Linked DNA regions of Mus musculus: all the other regions are linked to region 1. The links are chromatin contacts, called in public HiChIP or PLAC-seq and promoter capture Hi-C maps. All regions are on one chromosome and are shown on one strand. Each heading gives the region's core, a stretch centred on a gene start, on an enhancer-like site or on the middle of the called end of the contact. The rest is flanking DNA. Distances are from core to core; before and after follow the strand shown.

Region 1 (2,700 bases), core at 69-2,568:
ATATATAGGCCAGGTAATTAATATACATATATATATATATATATATATCACATATAAAATAACATTTGTTAAGAAGCCAGCCAGGTGTGGTGGCACACGCCTTTAATCCCAGCACTTGGGAGGCAGAGGCAGGTGGATTTCTGAGTTCGAGGTCAGCCTGGTCTACAGAGTGAGTTCCAGGACAGCCAGGGCTACACAGAGAAACCCTGTCTCGGAAAAAAAATAATAATAATTCAGGAGCCAGGCAGGTCTGTGGTGCCACATGCCTTTAATTATAACCAAGGAAGAGGCAAGCAGATCCCTCTAAGTTTGTGGCCAGCCTTGTGTACATATTGAGTTCTAGGCCAGGCAGGGCCATATAATGAGAGCTCAAAGAACTAAAACAAAACAACCCATCCTCAAAAGATGGAGGAGCGTCTGGACATCAGGGTGCACACCTGTACTCCCATATAATCCAGGCACTTATGAGGCAGAAGCAAAGGATCAGTTTAAAGTCACCATCTACTATACACCAAGTCCAAGGCCAGCCTAGGCTACCAGATACCCTGTCTCAGAACAAAACCAAACAACTAAAGGTGGGGGGCAGCTGCGATAAAATTCCAGCAAAGCCTCAACCTTCAGCCGAACATGGATCTAAATCTCCAAATATACGGAAAGAACGTAGGTGCTAGAGATAAAGCTTACCGTAACAGCGCTTGCCTGACGCCTGGAAGGCCTTAGGTTTATCAACATTGAGAAACAAATTACAAAACATTCCACATTTACAGAAAGTAATACAATGGATGCCTAACTTGCAGTATTAATAAGATATTCGTACACACGTTGCATTTTTCAGTGCTCCAAATTAAACTAAGGGCCTTGGCCATGAGTGCTCTACTACTAATCTACAACCCCAGCTTAGTCCCCTACTTACTCGCCCCACTATTTTCTTCCTTTTTCTTTCTTTTTTTCTTAAACACTTATTTGACGTGTATGAGTGTTTCGCAGGTATGCATATCTGTGTATAACCTGCGTGCCTGACACTCGAGAGGGTCTGAAGAGGGTTTTGGGTCCCCTGGAATTGAAGTAATAGAAGGTTGTAAGCCACTATGTGGGTGCTGCGAACTGAACCCTGGCCCACTGGAAGAGCAGTCAGCGTCATTAAATGCAGACGACCTCCATGTTGCCATATAGCCAGAGACGACCTTGAAATGTTGGTCTCCGAGTCTCCACTTCCCGAGCACTGGGATGGCAAGCAAATGTGGCATCAGGGACTCTTCAGTTAACTGAGGCCCAGGTCAAGCCCAGGGTGGGGGCGGAGCTCAGCGAGCGGCTGGGCAGGGCGGACGGTAGTGGGCGGGGCCTGGCGATCCGGATCCCGCAGGCGCGCTGGCTGCGCTGCCCGGCTGTCTGTCGTCATGGTGGGGCCCTGGGTGTATCTGGTGGCGGCAGTTTTGCTCATCGGCCTGATCCTCTTCCTGACTCGCAGCCGGGGTCGGGCGGCAGCAGGTAGGAGGTGCCGCCGTCCCAGGGCTGGAGGAATCCGTTTTTCAGAGTTCCTGGGCTTTGGTAGGCCCTCGACTCGTGCGCATGCACTGACGAGCTTTCCTGTGCTTACGAGGAGCTTGTGCGCTGGCCCGAGCTTTGCGCACGCGCCTTAGGACACACTCGGAATTAGCGCGGAGCCCAGAGCTGGGGATGCAACCTAGGAACCAAGCCTGCCTTTCTACTCTGCACCAATAGGAGAGGCTGCCGGTTTTCTAATCCTGCCCAGTGTGTTCCGCTTACTAGGAGTAGGAGGGCTAAGCAGCCTTAGGAAACTGAATGCATCTCCCGCCAAAGAGGGCACCCATGCTGCTTTGCCTCGCCTCCACCAGGGTTAGAAGTGGCCTGGCACTGACAACCTGACAGTCCCCCTTACTAACATTTCACGTAAGTGTAGGAGTTTCTATATATCTCTCTGATGCCTGACCCCATAAGCCACCTCAGAGCACCTCTGTGTCCCACGGGCAGAAGAGACAGAAGCTGAGGTAAAGCTGATTGCCAACAAGTCTTCCAGGGAGGGACGATTCAGCCTCGACTGTGACATGTAGTCTCTGGTTGGCGTACCCTATAAAATCATAACATAGCAAGAAGTAAATGTAATCTTGCAGCGGGCATGGAGCGAGATCTGTAAACCTCAGGGTGAGAGTATCCTCACAGGTCGCCTGTTCAAGATGAAGATATCAAAGGAGGTAGGAAATGAGAAGTGAGCATCAGGCCAAAGTGTGCGTACAAAAAAGGCCTTGACAAACCTAAGTTGGGACTTGGTGCTGTGGGCAGCAATAGTCTGAGGTGGTTCAGCAGGGGGATGAGACTCCCAAGATCCTGTGCTTCACTCTCTTGAAGATGGGCTGCTTGACAGTGTTATGATTCCTCCCTCCCAAAAGCTGACGGAGAACCACTGCACAATGAGGAAGAGAGGGCAGGAGCAGGCCAGGTAGGCCGCTCTTTGCCCCAGGAGTCTGAAGAACAGAGAACTGGAAGCAGACCCCGGCGTCGGAGGGACTTGGGCAGCCGTCTACAGGCCCAGCGTCGAGCCCAGCGAGTGGCCTGGGAAGACGGGGATGAGAATGTGGGTCAAACTGTTATTCCAGGTAAGAGGGCCCAGCCTGGGGGAGGGCTGGATTAAAGGCGTTCGGAAGTCTCCCAAGCTAGAGACACACAAGGAGCATGAAGCCA
Region 2 (2,700 bases), core at 118-2,617, 290 kb before region 1:
TAAATAATGGTGGGGTGGGGAGGGGAGGAGCCAGGTATCTTAGTTACTGTGCTATTGCTGTGAAGAGACACCATGACCAAGGCAACTTATGAAAGAAAGCATTTCATTGGGAACTTGGTTACAGTTTCAGAGAGTTAGTCCCTGACCGTCATGGCTGGAGCCTGGCAGCAGGCAGGCATGGCACTGGAGCAGCAGCTGAGAGCTCACATCTAACCCACATGCAGCAGACAGAGAGAATGTGTGGGCCTAGTGTGGGCTTTTGTGCAGGGATGACATGACATAGACAGACACCAAGATTCAAATCTATAAGCCTATGGAGTCCGCTCTCACTCATTCTACAACAGGCATGATGACATATACCTACAATCTCAGCACGTACTAGGCCTAGTACTTCAAGAGTTTTTTGAAGTTTGTTTGTTTGTCTGTTTGTCTGTTTGTTTGAGACAGGCCTCCTGTACCCCTGCTTAACCTCAAACTCCCTATGTAACTGAGAATGATCCTCAAGTTCTCATCATCCTGCCTCTGCCTCCATGGTGCTGAAGTTATAAGTGTGCATGACCACACCCAGTTTTATGTAGTGCTAAGGATGAAGTCTGGTGCTTCGCGAATGCTGAGCATGCCTTCTACCAACTGAACGACAGCCTCAGCAGTGGGCTGGTGCTGCAGTCTGGAGTATGTTGAGGTGTCTGAGATACAATGTCTATGATTAACTGTGTCAGCATTGAAAATGAATTTAAAATTTTTTTAGGGGAGAAGGCTAACTCTGAGCAGGGTGTCATGGCATTCACCATTAACCCCAACCCCCAATCAGAGAGATTTGCCTCCTCTCCCTCTCAAGTGCTTAAATTAAAACCTTTTGCTACCAGGCCCTGGCCTTCTTTTAATGTAAGATTTACTGTTCTCCCTATTGTTCTGACTGTGGAATTTCTAATGGTCTGTCTGGAGGCTCGCTGGCTCTTTCTTGCCTCTGTCCTGCCAATGCTAATCCACCCACTGGGATTTCTGTTTCCATTGCTGCATTTTTCAATTTTACAACTCCATCTGATATTCTCTTTTTAGATTTATTTATTTTTATCTTATGTGTCTGAGTGTTTTGCTTGCCTTCCTATCTGTGTACCATGCGCATGCAGTGCCAGCAGAGGCCACAAGAGGGCATCTACATCCTCTAGAACAGAAGTCCCAGCTGGCTGTGAGCAGGAGAAAATGCTCTTAGCCTCTCAGCCATCTTCCAGGCCCTCCACTTAAGATTCTTTCTAATAATTATTATTACATTTATTTATTTGGGCAAGGCCATGTATTTGCCAAGGCACAAAGATAATCAGAAGGCAACTGCCAGGAACTGGTTCCTTCTTCCACCCAAGTGGGTCACCAGGCCCAGCTGGACAAGTGCCTTAACCTGGCCTCTGGTATCCTGTTATGTCTTGTATTTGTTTTGGTGAGACTTTCTATTCTTTCATTTGTTTTATATGTGTGTAGCTGCTCATTGTAGTGTTTTAGGTAGGCCACCTTAAAATTCCATTTTTAATGCTGACACAGTTAATCACAGACATTGTATCTCACACACCTCGACATACTCCAGACTGCAGCACCAGCCCACTGCTGAGGCTGTCGTTCAGTTGGTAGAAGGCATGCTCAGCGTATGGGAAGCACCAGACTTCATCCTTAGCACTACATTCCTTGTCAGATAATTCTAATGTGTGTCACCCTAATGTCAATGTCTCTTTGATTTCTCATTCAAAACGAGATCATATTAGCTCTTGGCTGGGCAGATTTTGTATATCATGCTGTGAGACTCTAGATCCTCTTTGATTTTATGCCTTCTTAGACCCCTCCCATAGGATGGAGAAGGTCAACTTATTACTGCCATTACTGTTGCTGACAGCAGAGGTCAATGTCCTCACATGGCCTCTACTGGCACTGTCTGGGCAGAAGCTGTATTTCCAACTGGTGAACCTGAAAGCCCTATGACTACTTGGTGTCTCTGGTGCTAACCCTAGTCGTTGGGGCATCTTACTGTATCCTGGTAAGGAAGGACATCCAGGCTCCCCACTTAGCTTTACTGGCACAGATCAGGCCAGGGCTAGATTTCTGTGGCATCTGGCTGGCATAGAGACATTACTATTGAAAGTTTTGTCTTTCTAAATCCTTGGACTAAAGAGAGCACAAGATTTTCTGGAAGATCTTGCTTTAAATTTTTTTTTTATTCTTTTGAGATGCTACATATAATTAGAGGCCCTGCACATGGAGGCGAGAACCCCACCTCTGGGCTACATCCTACGTCTTTTCCTTAGGGTATTTTTTTTTCTTTCTTGTACCTATCAGTATTACTAAGTTGCAAATGTGCTCAGCAGTAAATTTAACATACATAGGCAAAAAGAAAAGTCTCAGGACACCCTGCCTCACACTGTTTACTGTGCTCAGGAGTACTGAGCCATACTGTTTTCTTGCTGCTGCTTTTTTTCTCTTGGTTGTTTACACACAGTGTTCAAGGTGTGTTAATCATAGTTAGTATTTCAATTTTTTCTTAGGTCAGCAAGAAAGCTCACAGAGGAAGAGTGCTTTGCTGCCAGCCTGATGACCTGGGTAACCCAAGTGATCTCACCTACAGGGTGGGAGCACAGCACAGCATTCCAAGTCTTTTTCTGACCACACAGGCACTATGGCACACAAACACACAGGATACATAAATGTTAAAAAAAA
Region 3 (2,700 bases), core at 113-2,612, 460 kb before region 1:
ATGACTCTGACTCTTCAGATTCACCCTGACCTACATCCCTGAGTGCTGTCTGACAGACAAGGTCTGTCAGTCATTGAAGACCAGGACTGGGTGTGGCCAAGTGGGAACTCAGAGACTTCTCCAGATCTCACAGTAGCCTAGAATTCTTTTGCCCTATGGACACAGTTCTCCAAGGGTCTCTTGTTGCGTGGGGTGATTAGGATGCGTTCCTGTGATCTCCAGAAATCTGCAGGTGTGTCTTGCTGGGCTTCCTGTTTCTACATGATGCTCATGAGAACAAAGAACCCACTCAGATCTTAACATTCTTCTCGGGGACCCTGCCTCTCAGCCTAGCACCCTGCCAGCCCTTTATTGCAACAGGACTGTCAGCAGGCTACGGTCAACTGGGGCCACAGGATCAGATCAGAACTGGCACCCAAAAGGCTGCCCCACCCTATGAGGAGATGACTTCAAGGAGAGGGGACCAGGAAAAGGCTGTGGAGTGAGGCGGCCACTCCCTCCTGTGATGGCTATGGGTGATGGGAATGGCCATGGGTGGTCCCTCTCTGCCTCAGCTTTGCTCCTTATGCCTGCACCACCCCTCTGGGTAACCTAATCATCCATCATCAGGGCAATAACTAGTTCACAATCTCTGTTCCACCAACACCTAATGCCCATTCATCCATGACCGCTCTCTCCAACGAAATTTTTCACTCTCCATGGCTCCAGAAGTCTGCATAAGTGTTCCTTTCTTCTCTTTCCTCCATCGACAGACTTACTCCACAGATAACTCCTCTAACCTTATAGAAGCTCAGACCCCACCCAACTTGGATTCCCACCTTTTGAGAGAAACCTGAGGTCTCTGGAATATTGACATCCTGATCACCCTGACGCTCTCCCACATCCCTGGGTCTCAGTGACTGGCGTCTCCTGAGGCAATTCTTGACACAAATACATCCAACCCCTTGTCTCACTTCTGGCCTAGGCAGCAGGTCCCCACAACTGGTTAAGTGAGCAGGCCCTAGTCCACAACGACTCTCCTGCCAGGCTCCACCCCACCTCCCCTGCAGCGGTTTCTCCAGACTAAAACTCCAGTGGGGTTCCATAGCCCCAGGTAGGAGCCAGAGCTCAGTTGCCTCCCCCTGTCCAGGCCAGCGGGCCCGCCTCCTCGCCTCCTCGAGGAGCTTGCAGATCTGCCCCCACCCAGCCAGTGGGCTCACAGTTCCCCAGGGCAGCCTCTGCAACTCTCTGGGAAGCCCAGAGGTCCTTCCCCAGCTCACCTCCGCCCCTCGGACAGCTCCTCCGGGTCTTGTCGCCTGGGTGCTAGCTCAGAGTCCCGCAGCGGAGCTTACAGTGGACCTCAACGTGCACCAGGCCCGTCTCTGCACCCTCCCCCAGGCCGGATGGCCGCACTCGCCGCCCAGATGTGCGAGCCGGGGCGGGGCCTGCCTGCGCGGGGCTCAGCCGAGGGGGCCCAGCCCGAGCCCCTCCCAGTTCCCTCACAACACAGCAGCACTGCGGGCCAGCGGGCCAGCGGTGCCTCCCCTGCTCAGAGGGCAGCAGCACAGGGGGGTGGGATGGGAGAAGGCAGAGGGGGAGGAGCAGGGTGTGCGGAGAATTCCAGACCCTCAAAGACCTTTTGCTGCTCGCATTTCCCCAGCTGCCCTCCCTGGTGCTGGGCCTTGGCATCTGCTGCCCAGAGTCTAGTCCCCTACGAAGGGTGACCCTGTCCTAGGTCTTTGCAGTCTCCTCAACACTTTTTCGTCCCCGATTGTCTGAACTTAGGGTGAAGGCAGAAGCTAGGTTTCCAGGCTGGGACCTCAGGCCTGACTGGAGACCTCCCAATTTGCCTCAACAGTGAGAAGTCCTCAACCTTTCGAATGAGGCTTACGGCCTTCTTGTATCAACCCAGGACCTCCTGGTGATGCCAGGTTCTGGCTTAAGTCAGGAGACTTGTAGGGGAAGCCCTGATGGTCAGGTGCTTGCCTGAGCTCTGTCCGGAGCTGACTTACCCTGCCCTGTACTCCCAGGATCTGTCAAGTCCTCTGGTCCCTGTGCCCCACAAAGGCCCCAGATGCTTGCAGACCTTACCTCCTTGTGACCTGCTCCCCTAGACCCAGCAGCGGACAAGGAGGGGAGCTGCTTTTGTTCTCTGCCATGTCACCCTTTGCCAGACCTCGGTTTCCCTCCTGGTCTGCCTAGGTTCTCTCATTGTGCCCAGAGAAAATGTGTCCCTTCCCTAGGGCTTGCTGCCCATACTGTCATATCTGCTGTCCCAGAGGGCTTTCTGACCGAGGTCAGGGCTGGAGGGGTGTGTCTGTCCCAGCAAGGTGTCCAGCCAGCAGGTTTCCCTGCCTGACTGAGGACAGAGGCACCCGTGCAGTATGTGTGTGACACTGTATCTCGTGTCTGTGTGTATTTGGCTGTTAGGGTATGTGTGACAAGACTTTTTTTTAATTAATCGATAAATTAATTTACTCACTTTATATCCCAGTTGCAGCCCTCACAGCCCCTCCCCCAACCCCTTCTCAGAGAAGGGGGAGGCCCCCTGGGTGTGCCTAGTTGTTCGCTGACAAGACATTTTGCAGAGGCCTCTAGGGGCTTGACCTCCTTCAGGGTCCGACTCTCCCACACACCTGCTTCTTGTTTTTTGTTTCAAGCATCCAATTCCCCCTGGGCCACAGCTGCAGATCCCCAGCTCAGGTGGTGGCCTGATGGCAC
Region 4 (2,700 bases), core at 152-2,651, 400 kb before region 1:
ATTCTCCTGCCTCTGGGCTTAAAGGTGTACCTCACCACTGTCAGGCTTGGGTTTGTTTTTGAGACGGGGTCTTGCTGTGTAGCTCCAGCTGCCTCTGAAGTGCTAGAATTACAGACATGAACTACAGATATCTCCCAGTCTCCTCTCATTCTCCCTCCCTGCCCCCTTTGTATACACATTCACCTGTGTGTGCATGTGTGACTCACTCTGAGTTCTTCCAGTGTTACTCTCCATCAGATTTTTTGAGATAGGGTCTCTTACTGAACCTGGACCTCAAACATTTGCCTGTCTCTGTCCAGTCCAACACTTGGCTTACAAGTTTGTGCAATGGTTCTGGCTTTCTCTGATTGCTGGAGACTTGAACTCAAGAACCAACGCAGGTCCTTTACTTACTAAGCCTTCTCCTTGATGACACCCCTCACCCCACTGCCACACACCAGGTCTCCAGGCTGATCTCACACTTTTTCCATATAGGACTTTGAACTTGTCTTTTGCCTCTCTGCTGGGATACAGGTGTGTGCTGCTACACCCAATTTATGGGATGCTGGGGATGGAACTCAGGGCCCCAATCTTGTATCAACTGAGGTGCGCTCGCTCTCTCGCTCTCATTCTCTCTCTCTCTCTCTCTCTCTCTCTCTCTCTCTCTCTCTCTCTCTCCCCCCTCCTTCCCTTCCCTCTCTCTTCCATGAGACTTCTTTCTATATTGCACAGGCTAGCTATCTTGAGTGTCCTGTCTCGATCCAATTGCCTGACCTATCATACTGGTTTTCTGTTTTTGGTTTTGGTTTTTTCGAGACTGGGTTTCTCTGTGTAGCCCTGGCTGTCCTGGAACTCACTTTGTAGACCAGGCTGGCCTCGAACTCAGAAATCCGCCTGCCTCTGCCTCCCGAGTGCTGGGATTAAAGGCGTGCACCACCACGCCTTTAATCCCAGCATTTGATGTTCGAATCGTATAAATGTTTTTTCTTCTGCCGTTGGAACTTTTACATTCCATATTCTCAGAACGAAATTATTAATCATCTTATTTCAAAGTTAAATCTCTTGCTATCCGAAATCATACCAAGTGTACGAAGTGATCTTTTCAACACGAAAGCAATGTCCTTAAAATTTGGGAAAGGGTCCCTCATGCCTGGGGGTCTGTGGTATAGAACAATTCTGTCCTGGCCATCGCTGTTCCTCTGCCCTGTGCCCACCACTGCATTGCCTTTACCAGGAACCACAGACTTCAGCAACGCGGCCACCACAAGACCCCTAGGTACCCAGATGCATCTCAGCTGCAGTGGGACAGCTTCACTGCTGTGGGACACTAGGTGCAGGTAGACAGATCCTGGGTAGAAAGGAGAATCCAGATGTCACTAGGGAGACTGCGACCAGAGATGTGTGCTAGGCAGACAGAGCAGCTGTGGGGATCACTTAGCTAGTGCCTCTATTCAGCACCAGAGAGGTTCTCTAAGAACCTTCCCGGACTTTCCGCCCTCGCCTCCCTTGGCCAGCGTGGATAGGATTGTTGCAGATAACGCCAGGGAGGGTCATCCTGGCTCCCGCAGCGCGGACTCCTGTTTTGCGGGCCAGGGTAGGGCCACACTCCTGCGCTCCTGTGAGGTGGCGCGAGGCCCGCTGAGGGCGGGAGGAGGCGGCCCCCTCTAGCCGGGGTGGAGCCAACAGCACAGCAAGAGTGAGAGGGAAAGGCACTCCCAGCCATGGGCTCGAGGTGCGGGAGACCCGGGGGGTCTCCGGTGCTGCTATTGCTGCCGCTGTTGCTGCCCTCGTGTCCGCTGCGGAGCGCTCGGATGTTTCCAGGTGAGGATACAGGCGGCGGGGGGGGGGGGGGGGGGGGGCGGCTCTAGGGCAGGGTGAAGTGGTGGTGGTCATGGGTTCCAGTGCAACTACAGAACATAGAGTTCCCGACCCTCGGCTACCTGGCCAGGACAGGATGTGGGAAGGGTCTGTGCTCCTGGTAAGGGTTGGCCCTGGAGCAGACTTGCCCACACTTACTTAGCAAAGCAAATAGGCAACACTACCCTTTCCTCAGTGCTGCCCAGCTCTGTCCGGAAGCTTCTGCACTTCCAAACTGCCAGGCCAGAGTGTCTCCCTGCTCCTGGAAGGACCTGGGGTCCTTGGAGTCCTGGTCTGCCCACAGGCCTAGCTGTCTCATTCGGCTCGTCCTCTTCTCATGCTGGGTCTGGGCAGTGTGTATGGTGTTTATACAGTTGCCTTATGTGGCAGTTCTTCAAACAGGGGTGTCTGCCTAGCCGTGCCTGGGGCTACCACTTTCTCTTCCTACTGTAACCTCTCCTTACTCCGGGACGACAGGGCTCTTAGCATCTCCAAGCCTGTAGGGTGAATCTCCAAACTCCACATAGCAAGCACTAGGCTGGCCAGAAGGCAGAAGGACCACCGGGGAGGAGGCAGTAAGGGCTGAGGGCTGGATATTGGGCAGTCTGGAAACCACCCCATATCTGTTGACTGCTGCTTCCGTAAGGCTTCTGAGGGGGCTGACTGACAGCTGTATTGCCTTTAGCCTGCGGATAGTTAATGGTGAGGAGAGAGAGCCTCTGTGTTTCCTAATGCAGACTGGCTTCCTCAGTTTCCACTTTAGTCCACCGGACTCCTAGCTTGCCTCCTTCCTTGTCTTGCAGGGCTGCACAGAGAACACTCACACCTGAATCCTTATCCTGCACCCTTGGTAATCCGAGGCCA

Evidence for each region. Promoter capture Hi-C pulls out the DNA fragments that hold promoters and counts their contacts. HiChIP or PLAC-seq counts read pairs in DNA pulled down with a chosen protein or histone mark.
Region 2: an H3K4me3 HiChIP or PLAC-seq map of stem cell-derived neural progenitor cells shows a contact between it and region 1, with 20 read pairs. The contact joins the enhancer-like site here to the promoter of Ddrgk1 in region 1. A contact is called at or near these places in 8 of 39 promoter capture datasets (the 3T3-L1 cell line, 3T3-L1-derived adipocytes, cranial neural crest and 5 more), 2 of 484 Hi-C or Micro-C datasets (the HPC-7 cell line and embryonic stem cells) and 5 of 115 datasets of contacts at active chromatin or transcription factors (embryonic limb bud, embryonic stem cells, extraembryonic endoderm stem cells and 1 more).
Region 3: a promoter capture Hi-C map of maxillary cranial neural crest shows a contact between it and region 1. The contact joins the promoter of Hspa12b here to the promoter of Ddrgk1 in region 1. A contact is called at or near these places in 3 of 39 promoter capture datasets (cranial neural crest, frontonasal cranial neural crest and maxillary cranial neural crest) and 1 of 115 datasets of contacts at active chromatin or transcription factors (bone marrow-derived macrophages).
Region 4: a promoter capture Hi-C map of embryonic stem cells shows a contact between it and region 1. The contact joins the promoter of Adam33 here to the promoter of Ddrgk1 in region 1. A contact is called at or near these places in 2 of 39 promoter capture datasets (cranial neural crest and embryonic stem cells) and 1 of 9 other capture datasets (pancreatic islet).

Annotation. Positions count from the first base shown.
Region 1 is chr2:130,663,263-130,665,962 of GRCm38.p6, reverse strand. Ddrgk1 (DDRGK domain containing 1) reads left to right here and starts at 1,318. Exons shown (of 9, transcript NM_029832.2): 1 at 1,318-1,488; 2 at 2,409-2,615. The coding sequence starts at 1,398. It also overlaps a transcript of Itpa not described here.
Region 2 is chr2:130,949,203-130,951,902 of GRCm38.p6, reverse strand. All of the region lies in intron 6 of Atrn (attractin), which reads right to left. Among named protein-coding and RNA genes, the nearest start is that of Atrn, 44 kb to the right of the region's middle. Within about 2 kb of position 1,367, at least 17 of the 459 cell types and tissues checked have an H3K27ac peak or open chromatin away from gene starts, as enhancers often do. A contact at or near this core is called in liver and stem cell-derived neural progenitor cells, where this site is marked.
Region 3 is chr2:131,126,074-131,128,773 of GRCm38.p6, reverse strand. Hspa12b (heat shock protein 12B) reads right to left here and starts at 1,362. Exons shown (of 13, transcript NM_028306.3): 1 at 1,260-1,362.
Region 4 is chr2:131,062,515-131,065,214 of GRCm38.p6, reverse strand. It overlaps Adam33 (a disintegrin and metallopeptidase domain 33), which reads left to right and starts at 1,401. Exons shown (of 21, transcript NM_033615.3): 1 at 1,401-1,800. The coding sequence starts at 1,701.